Linked DNA regions of Mus musculus: region 2 is linked to region 1. The links are chromatin contacts, called in public HiChIP or PLAC-seq maps. All regions are on one chromosome and are shown on one strand. Each heading gives the region's core, a stretch centred on a gene start, on an enhancer-like site or on the middle of the called end of the contact. The rest is flanking DNA. Distances are from core to core; before and after follow the strand shown. Region 1 holds the start of Ccl1 (chemokine (C-C motif) ligand 1). Region 2 has its middle 35 kb from the start of Ccl1.

Region 1 (4,722 bases), core at 288-2,787:
TCTGTCTCAGCAGCAACACATTTCTAGGATGGAGACAACAATCATAAGACTGGGGAGGGGCGTCAGATGTGAGCACCCTACAAACCAGCAGGTGGTGGGGACAGAAACCACAAGCCTGCCTGAGCCATGGCTCAGCACACACTCCTGCACATACGGTGAGACTCTTCCTACCACATATACAAACCCCTTCAGTCCCAGTCTCCCAGCACAAGTGCGTGGCTCTGTGTACTGTGCTAGTACTTAAGCTCGGGGCTCTGGCCTCACATCCTAGAGGACCTGTTATCCCATCGCATGCAGGACATTGTAGTTCTTGGTTCACAGACATGGGGCTGGGTGAGGAACTCCACAAGGGCTCAGAAGGAAAAGGGGGTATTCCCAAAAAGTGGCTGGTCCACTCGCCCACACAATCTTCCACATTCCCATCCTTGGCCCTCCCCTCTTTCAGGGACCAGTAACCCCCAGTCTGCTGATTTGTACGCTCTCCTCCCACATCCCACCTTCAACATCCCTGTGTTCTAACCCTGGATCCTTCCTGTCTCGCTGTTCACAGAAACTTGCAGGTCCCCTGACCTCAGGTTGGTATTTTCCGAACAATCTAGAACATGGATTCCAGTTTATCCATACAGAAAACATCTTTAAGAGATATAATAGTTATCTGGCTGTTCACTCCTGTGGTCCTTCCTTCAGCCCCTGCCTGTCATCTGTCACACTGGAAATCAGTCTTAGTCCCTCCTCTGGACTTCAGGGATCCTAATTTGTTTTAAACAACCCCATAGGCCCTTCCAGTTGTCTGTAGGGTGAGGATCAAAATTATCTTCCACACACTAAAGCCACTTCATCTAGAAGGAGGAGGATGAAGAGGAGGAGGAGGAGGAGGAGGAGGAGAAAGGAGAAAGGAGAAAGGAGAAAGGAGAAGGGAGAAGGGAGAAGGGAGAAAGGAGGATGAGGAGGAAGAGAAAGGAGAAGGGAGAAAGGAGGAGAAGGAGAAGGAGAAGGAGAAGGAGAAGGAGAAGGAGAAGGAGAAGGAGAAGGAGAAGGAGAAGGAGAAGGAGAAGGAGAAGGAGAAGCTCCTCCCAGAACAGGGCCAGTCTTGGAACCCCATCAAGAGGATGCTGGCCCAGGTCTGTCTCTGCAGCCACCTAGTTCTAGGATTAGCAAAAGAATCAGAGGAATGGGTTTCAGGTCTGAGCTCCCCACCACGAAGTAGATGTGTGCTCCCAGTCCATAACCTTCCTCCACGCCCAGCGTCCCTATCCCATTACTGCCCGCCATTCATCTCCAGATAGGGACAGAAATGAAGCCAATGATGTCTAGGTAAGCTCTGTTCCCAGCCCAGAGTGCCTGCCTATACATCTCCCCTCCCTGGGCCCAAGCACTAGGACCCCATTACTCACTGCTCTTGCTGTCAACATCCTGTATCCACACGGCAGCCAGCAGCAGGCACATCAGTGCCATGGCAGTGGGTTTCATGGTGATAAGTTTCTGTCTCAAGCCTCTCTAGAGCAACCGCCGAATGTCTGGTGGAGCCAAGAACTCTCTCCTGCCTCACCCTGTACTGAGCTTTTATCAGAAGGCCCGGGGTGCTTTCCCAGACCATGGAGAAGAGGTGGGAGTCCCAGGGAAAAGGAACTCATACCCAATGGCCACATGGAAAACTCCTTTTCTCACCTCTCCTGGGAGGAGGGGGGCGTATTCGAGGTATGTTTGGGTGCCTAGTGGCCTTGGGAACTTCCCCAAGTGCAGAAGCAGATACCAATCTTTACGTTCTTGACAAAATACGTGGGAGCTGTCCTGGCTGAGTGGAAAGTCAAAAAAGGTGAGAGAGAGAGAGGAAGTGGCCCGTACACAGCTTGTCTAACCCACATCATTCCATTCAAAGCAGCTACAGGCCTTGGAGAAGGACAGAGCAGAGAAGGTACAATCTGCATCAAATGGAGCTTGTGTCTGGGTTCTGGCTCTGCCAATCAGCCATTGCACAAACTTCTCTAAGCTGCACATCCCTACAAAATGGAACTAGTAACACATCTCAAATCCGGGTGGTAAGAATGAAATGCAGAGCTGGGGAGATGGCTCAGTCAGCAAAGTACCTGCTACACAAGTGTGAGGACCAGAGTTTGATTCCCAGAACCCGCATACAGAGCAGGGGTAGTGGAATGATCTTGTAACCCCAGAGCTGGAGAGGCTGACCGGCTGATCCCTGGAGCTGCCTGGTTTGCCCGCTGAGCCTAGTTGGAGACCTCCAGGCCAGGGAGAGAACTTATCTCAAAAAGCAAAGTCGTTCACATGCACATAGACACATGTATGCACACCTACATACATGTACACACACACACACACACACATACACACACATACCACAGGTTGATCCTGTCTGTCTAACGTTTGGCCAACACATTTGCTATTAGTTTTATTTCTTTGTTCCCCAGCCCTTTCACAGCTTACTCTGATCCAGACCCTTGCTTGGTTACCCTTGGGACAATTGCCAATGGGGGCAAAGCCTGACCTGAGCCATCTTGCTTCAACCTATAGACAAGCCATGGAGAGCCATCCAACACAACAACGGCTCATTCAAGACAGATCTGTCATGTGGGGGGCACAGGAGAATGTTGGGGACACCCAGGGACTTCAGAGGACCCTTTCCAGACAGTGTTCTATAAGTACCATGTCCTGCAGGCTGCTGTGAAGACAGCACGTCAGGCAGGGGAAGGAGTCTGGAAAAGCCAAGTACAGAGGAACACCCTTCACTCAGCATCATGGAGAAAGCTAGAGCATGGGATGTAGATGCAGATGGGGTTGTGCAGCCAGATAAAAACAGTATATGCAGTGGGCAGTACTTGGGATAAGCAGCTCATAGGAGGCCCTCAAGAAAAAGCAGCTAAGCTTTCTGGCATTGGCATCATGGGGCCTATACACAGTGGGTTGGCTATGCTAACCTATGTTGACCTTAGCCTGTGCAACTGAAAAACCTTCAGTGTTTGTTGCCAACTGAGTGTAACTACTAGATAGTTAGAACTCTTCCCAAATAGTCAAGCTTCAGTCATCCATTTTGCTCTCCTATATCCACCATCTCATCCTTACTGTAACATCGACCTGACCACCTTCCCAGCCAACTCCCTCTGTGCCCAATCTGCTCATTTCAAACACCCTTCCTCCAATAAAAGTCATTTGCCAACCCCTGCGGGCAAATCTCAGCCTCCTTTAAGCCCCTGTGCCTGGATGGCAATCGGAAGTCCTTGTCTTCCCGCATCTCTCCACTGAGGCTCGCTCCGTGCTACCGTGGCATGTCTGAGCTGAATGAGCTTTTCAAGACCTTTGGCAGTGATGACTCTTGGCACTCCTGAGGGAGCTTTGTCGAAACTGGGAATATCTTGGCTCCATTTCAGAGTCAGAATCAAAACTCAAGTGCCTGTACTTGTGAGGAGAAAACTCCAGGCAATTGTCAAAGCACCAAGAGATAAAATCTCCACAGTATGGAGGGTGGGAGGGTGACTTTCACGAGGAGGGAAGTCTTGGGCTTGATGCTATATTGAGAATGGGGGTGGCATAGGAGGCAGAGACTCGAGCCCTGGGTATCTAAGAATAAGATCAGCTCATGATCTTTACACAGCTGGACCCATGCCAGTCAGACCCCTACTGCTTCCTGCCACCCACAAAGTCATTAAAATTACTACCCCATTGCTGCCTCTCTATGTCCTTGTCTTTGGAGGCTGATGTGTTCTGGTCCTTTACCCCCGGGGTCTTGGGAAAGGGGAGATGTGAGTATATAAAAACTGGCCAAATGCAAGTATAGACCCTTTAGACTCGGGCAGTGAAGAAGGGGCCACATAGCTGCCCTGGAAATTTCTGGTTCTTCCCCTGTTCTGGGAGCTGTCCCTCAACAACTAGCTCCCCATCTTCCCCCTCACTGTGACCACAGTATTTCCCAAACAGAAAAGAGGAACTCATTAGTACTTTGTTATGCCTTACCTTCCTGGGCTCTCTCAGCACCTGGAAAGAAGTGACCAAAAGTAGGATTTATCATCCAGCAACTTCATATTACACATGGGTACCCCAACATGGCTGTCGAGGCCCAGGGACTAGGACCATGTGATAGGTCAATAAAGCCTCTGTGGAAATGAGCAAGCAGAAATGATCGTGGATTGGCAAACAAGAGGTGACCTCGGGATACGCACTGTTATCATTCACACAAGCAAGCCTTCTTTCTGTGGCGTGTAGTTAGGAGCCCTTGTCACTCATCTTTCATTTTCTAGGGACCACTGAATGAGGACGGGGATCAGGTGGCTGGCAGCCAGGGTGGAGTCATCCTAAGATGCTGTCCAGAGGCATTCAGCCCAGCCCTGTCTACCACCTGCTACTGAGTTACAGGTCAGGTGGTCCTTCCATAGCAGGCCACGGCCAGCCCCTTGGCATGTGTTGAGCATGGCAGAGCTGCAGAGATGACTTGATCCATCTCCAGAGTGAAATTCTCTATGTATTCCTTCAGGGAGAGGAAGAGGAACAGTGACTAGAGCCAGACATAGACACATCAGATCCTAGTTCTACCGCTTCATCCTGGACAGGTAATACAGGCTTTCTGAGCTGTGTTTCCTCTTGGACCAAGCACAACTCTCTTTAGTACTGTCAAAATAAACTTCCTAAGCCTTAGCCTAATTGTGGGTTGTTGGGAGGGCTCCCTGTGATAGGAGCTGGCTTGAGAGGAAAGGAAAGAATCTCCAGGAGAAG
Region 2 (4,699 bases), core at 458-2,957, 35 kb after region 1:
AGAAAGGGGTCCTTGACTAGTATTGGGAAAACATCTTGTGTCACATGCCTAGAAGTGTCACATAAGCCATTTTGCTCAGGTCTCACGTCTGTCCTTTCCCAGGAGTTGTCACCGCATTCTACAAGCAGGAAGCTGAGGCTAAGTCACATGAGTGTCCAAAATACCCAAAGTGTGAGGGATTTTAACCCGGACCTGGGCTCTGTAGAGGGACCGTCAAAGTCTCTTCCTGATTGTAGGAATGTGCCCAAGTCCCTTTGCTTCTCTGATTTTCAACGTTCTCTTTTGCTTAGCTTGAATAACAATTATCTCCAAGTCTCAGGAGGCTGTGAGGGCATTGTAAGTGCACATGGTAACCACAGACACTGGGGGCTTATTTGAATCATTTTTGTCTGGATGCTCTTTTTAACTGCTAGACACTCCTTTTTAACTGTTCTGTTCTTTTAGTAAAATGTGGTCACTTTTTCCTTCCCACATGGTGCAGGAGCAAACCATTTATATCACAGCTTTTGCTTTTGAAATAGGAAAGGTCTACCCACATGGTCTAGAAAGGAAGAAATGATCAGGGCCTGGAATCGAATTCTGATCTTTAGCAGAGAGATCAAAAGGAGAGTGGGCTTCTTTGCATGGTTCAGTTCTCTAGATGTTCTGAAGGACTCAGGAGCTGACATAGGAAGACCCCTACCCTGAGACTCGATCTCATCTAGAAAGAATCGCAAGCAACAGTTGGAATGTTAAGTAGAAAGTGTGTTTTTCTAACTAACTGAACAGCAATAGGATGAGATATCATAGAATTCTGAAGACCTACCAATATGAAGGCATGCTGGCTGGGGAAATAGCTCAGTTGGTAAAGTGCTTCTCATGAAAGCAAAGGGAGCGGGGTTCAACCCCAGCATCCATTCAAGAAGCTAGGTGTGATAGTGCATACTTAGAATCTCAGCACTGGAGAGGTAGAGACAAGACAGAGGGTGCCTGGGGTTTTCTGGCCTGCCAACCCAGCTCCAGGTCCCAGTGAGAGACCTCATCTCAAAAAACAAGATGGGTGGCTCTGAAGGAACAATGTGAAAAGCTGCTATCTGGCCTGTACACACACACACACACACACACACACACACACACACACACACACACGGACCCACCAACAATAATAATATATTATAATAAATAGTAATAAAGGCATGAATAACACACACACATACACAGCATTTGTGAAATGCTGGCTTTATACACAACAATAAAGAGACCACAAAGCAGTTGCATGAGGCCTTGACAGCCATAAGTCTGTATAATCAAAGATAGGGAGAGCCAGGGAACTGGGCTGACGCTAAGGGACTGTGGGCAGCTTTGAGACTTTCTCTGAAGCTATAGTCTTTCAAAAGAAAAGGAAATATTGAGAGTAGAACCATTTTCTGCATTTATATTTTTTTTAAAAAATCACATCATGAAAATCTCTTGTTCTTCTGTAGAAAATGAATCTAAAAGTCTTAGAGAGATGCACCTTGCCTATACCAAAGTACAGAAGACCATGCATAGCCACGTAAACTTCCAGGAAGGGGAAGCCCTTGCTAATTAGGAACTGTGCAATGATTGACAGGAGAAAGGACCTATGTTGTGCCAAATATTATATAGCTGGCTTCCCATGCTGTCTTTATAAAGTAGGTGACACGTCATCCACTTTCGCAGATAAGGAAATGAGGCTCAGAGATACAAACTGACATCCAGGCATCATCACATAGCTGGTGGGTGTGGCTGCCACCTCCCCACTTTCTGATGGTTACCACTGATAGCCACAGTCAGACACAAGATTGGTGGCTTCTGAGGGTTTCCTTTCTCTGTCAGTCTCACACTCCTCCTCTGTACAAGGGGGCGGGGAGACCCTCTCTTCCCCTTATGAGGTGCAACTCCCTCCCTCTACCCAGGCCAAGATCAGCACTGTGTCGCATCTGAGCCACAGCCTCTGGCATGTGCTGGGTGGGAGGAAAAGATGAGCAAAAAGAGACAAGAATTTCCCAGTCTCCCCTGCCTGTGCCCCTGTGACACAGAGACTCCGAGCTGGCATAAAGGGGCCCCAGCACAGGCTGTCAGTTAACTTTCCTTGGCTTTGGTGGAAATGGCATTCCAGTCAAAGGCTCTGTTGTTTGCGATTGATAACTGACTAATGATATCAATGGAATCTTTAAAGGAAGGAAGCAGATGATAGCTAAGAAGATATCCACAGTAATAACGCAATGGGAGTGTCCTCCGAAGCCTGTGTCAACGGCTGGCAGCGAAGGAAAATATGTTAAGTAGATGGAAGAGTGATAGTTACCCTGGGATCCAGCTGCACTGTCTTGGTGCTAACACTAGCCTTTCTGAATCTCTGGGCCACCTGCTGACTGTAGCAGCTCCCTCTCCATCCCAGGACCCCTCCCCAAATGTGCTGGTCAGTTTTAATTGTCAACTGGCATCTGGCAAGAGCAAAGTCTCTGAAATTTCCCAGATCAGACTGGCCTGTCTGTGAGAGATGGTCTTGATTTATGATTGATGAGAGAGAACCCACCCCAGGGTAGTCAATGCCAGACCCAGGCAGGTAGGCACGGTTTCTTCTTCAGTTTCTACTTGAGCTCCTGCCCTGACTGACTTCCCTCCGTGATGGGGCTGTGACTTGGAAGTATAAAGCAAATAAATTCTTTCCTGATCTCAATTGCTTTTGGTCCAAGTGACTTGCCCAGGAACAACAGACAGGAAGTTAGAGCATTCTATACACTGCCATACCACCACTGACCCATTTCATCAGCCACCAGATCCTGATTCCCAGTGTCATTAAATCCCCTTCTTGGCTGCTTCTCTACCCTGGAGGTTACCTTGATTAGGAAGCATCAGAATGACTGGGATCAGAGGCTCAGCCCCAGGCTGCTTGAACCACGGACACCATTCCCTGACTCCCATTAGTCAGTCTCTGCAGACCACCATGAAGATGCTGTGGGCTGAGTCTTCCTTGCCCAAAATGCTTGAGGTCAGAAGCGTTTCAGGCCTCAGGGTTTTAGATTTTGTTTTTGTTTTATTTTAGGAGTAGGGGTTGTGGGTTTTAGAATATTTGCACACACACTGAGATATTAGGTCTGGGACCCAAGTGTTTCACATTTAGCATAGTCATAGGGTTGGTTTATGTCATCTTCTCAGTGTGTTGTTATGTATTGTTGATTATTTTGTTTCTTGGGGCAGGTTCTCAATGATGGAGCCCAGACTGGCCTTTTACTTCTGACCTTCCCATCTAAGCTCCCAGAGTTCTTCAGAGGCCTTTGTAGGTATGCTCTACTATGGCACTGGGTACCTCTGTTTTGTCTATGACCCAACTACATGAGGTCAGGTATAGAATCCTCCACTTGGCTTCATGTCAATGCTCAAACAATTTTAGCTTTGGGATTTTCCCACTTGAGAGCCTAGGGTTAGGCTCTGCCTGAGAGAATAATTGTGAAAACCTGTTAGGTAATACAAATATTTAATACAAAATCCCACTGATCAGCCCCTGCTCCTGGGCCCAACTTCTCTTCCCAGAGCTGGCAGAGACCCCATCTGTACGCAAGTTTTCTCTTTCACTCAGGGTGCCTGACAAAAGGAGTCTAATGATCAGAACACACGCCCCTACCAACCAGCCACTGGGATGCTGTCCTTTCCTACCACAGGGCTGCACTGTGTGCTGAGGATTACTGACCACCCAGGTGGCGGTACAGTACATCCTGGACAGTCATTTAATCTAGGATGATGGCAAAGATGGTGTAAGATGGTGCTGGCTTCAAGTCCTAGAGAGTAGGGGCCCACTCTACAGAGAAAGAAAATGAGCATGAGTCAGACAGCAGTGCATTCTGGGAGGCCATCAGGAGACACCCTCACATACAGGAGCACTGTGTCACCGCCCAGAAGGGGCTTCTGGCAGCACTACCAGGAGCACTGGCAATATGGCCAGATGACAGCTGCCACTGCCTTTCACACACTGTCTGACCCCGCCCCCCACCCCCCACCCCCAACCCCCCATGCAGTGCATCAAGCATGGCTTGTGGATTAGCATCTTAACAGATGCCTTAGGAGGCCTACTTCATAGCAGTAAGCTTGGGATACTTTGCCTCTCTCCTGACACAGCTAGTCCCTGATCCTCTGGATAAAATGGAAGAGATGGAGGATTTTGTTACAAATGAGCAGGTAGGTTCACATTCATTGTAAGAGAGAGAGAGAGAGAGAGAGAGAGAGAGAGAGAGAGAGAGAGAGGAAGAAAGGAGAAGAAGAAGAAGAAGAAGAAGAAGAAGAAGAAGAAGAAGAAGAAGAAGAAGAAGAAGAAGAAGAAGAAGAAAAGCCTAAACATTTTATTTTCAGAAATCAAGGTGAGACAGTAACCAAGAATGCTACCTAGACTGATTAAAAACCAAGGGACGCAGTCATCCTAGAACAAGGACGACTCTAGGGTCACTTTAAATAGCAAGTGACCTTTTCATTGGCTAGAATGACATCTGTGGTCAACTGCCTGATTTCACTCTTTTACCTAGCACTGGGCTCAGTGGCATTTGGAAGTGGTTTGGTTCTAACAATGGTATTTAAAAACCAAAAAAGGACTTGGGAGGAGTGACGGTCTAGAGCCCCACCACAGACCACTCCTCAGATCACAGAGAGCCTCAGCAGGTACCATAAGCAGACACAATAGGAGGCCTGACCCACAGAAAGGACACTG

The links. HiChIP or PLAC-seq counts read pairs in DNA pulled down with a chosen protein or histone mark.
Region 2: a contact with region 1 is called in a BATF HiChIP or PLAC-seq map of CD8 T cells, with 24 read pairs. The contact joins the enhancer-like site here to the promoter of Ccl1 in region 1. A contact is called at or near these places in 8 of 484 Hi-C or Micro-C datasets (CD8 T cells, CD8 central memory T cells, group 2 innate lymphoid cells and 2 more), 4 of 115 datasets of contacts at active chromatin or transcription factors (CD8 T cells, T-cell acute lymphoblastic leukemia, embryonic stem cells and 1 more) and 1 of 9 other capture datasets (adipose tissue).

Annotation. Positions count from the first base shown.
Region 1 is chr11:82,178,275-82,182,996 of GRCm38.p6, forward strand. Ccl1 (chemokine (C-C motif) ligand 1) reads right to left here and starts at 1,538. Exons shown (of 3, transcript NM_011329.3): 1 at 1,395-1,538. The coding sequence starts at 1,470.
Region 2 is chr11:82,212,819-82,217,517 of GRCm38.p6, forward strand. No RefSeq gene overlaps it. Among named protein-coding and RNA genes, the nearest start is that of Ccl1, 35 kb to the left of the region's middle. Within about 2 kb of position 1,708, at least 33 of the 459 cell types and tissues checked have an H3K27ac peak or open chromatin away from gene starts, as enhancers often do. A contact at or near this core is called in CD8 T cells, CD8 central memory T cells, group 2 innate lymphoid cells and 3 more, where this site is marked.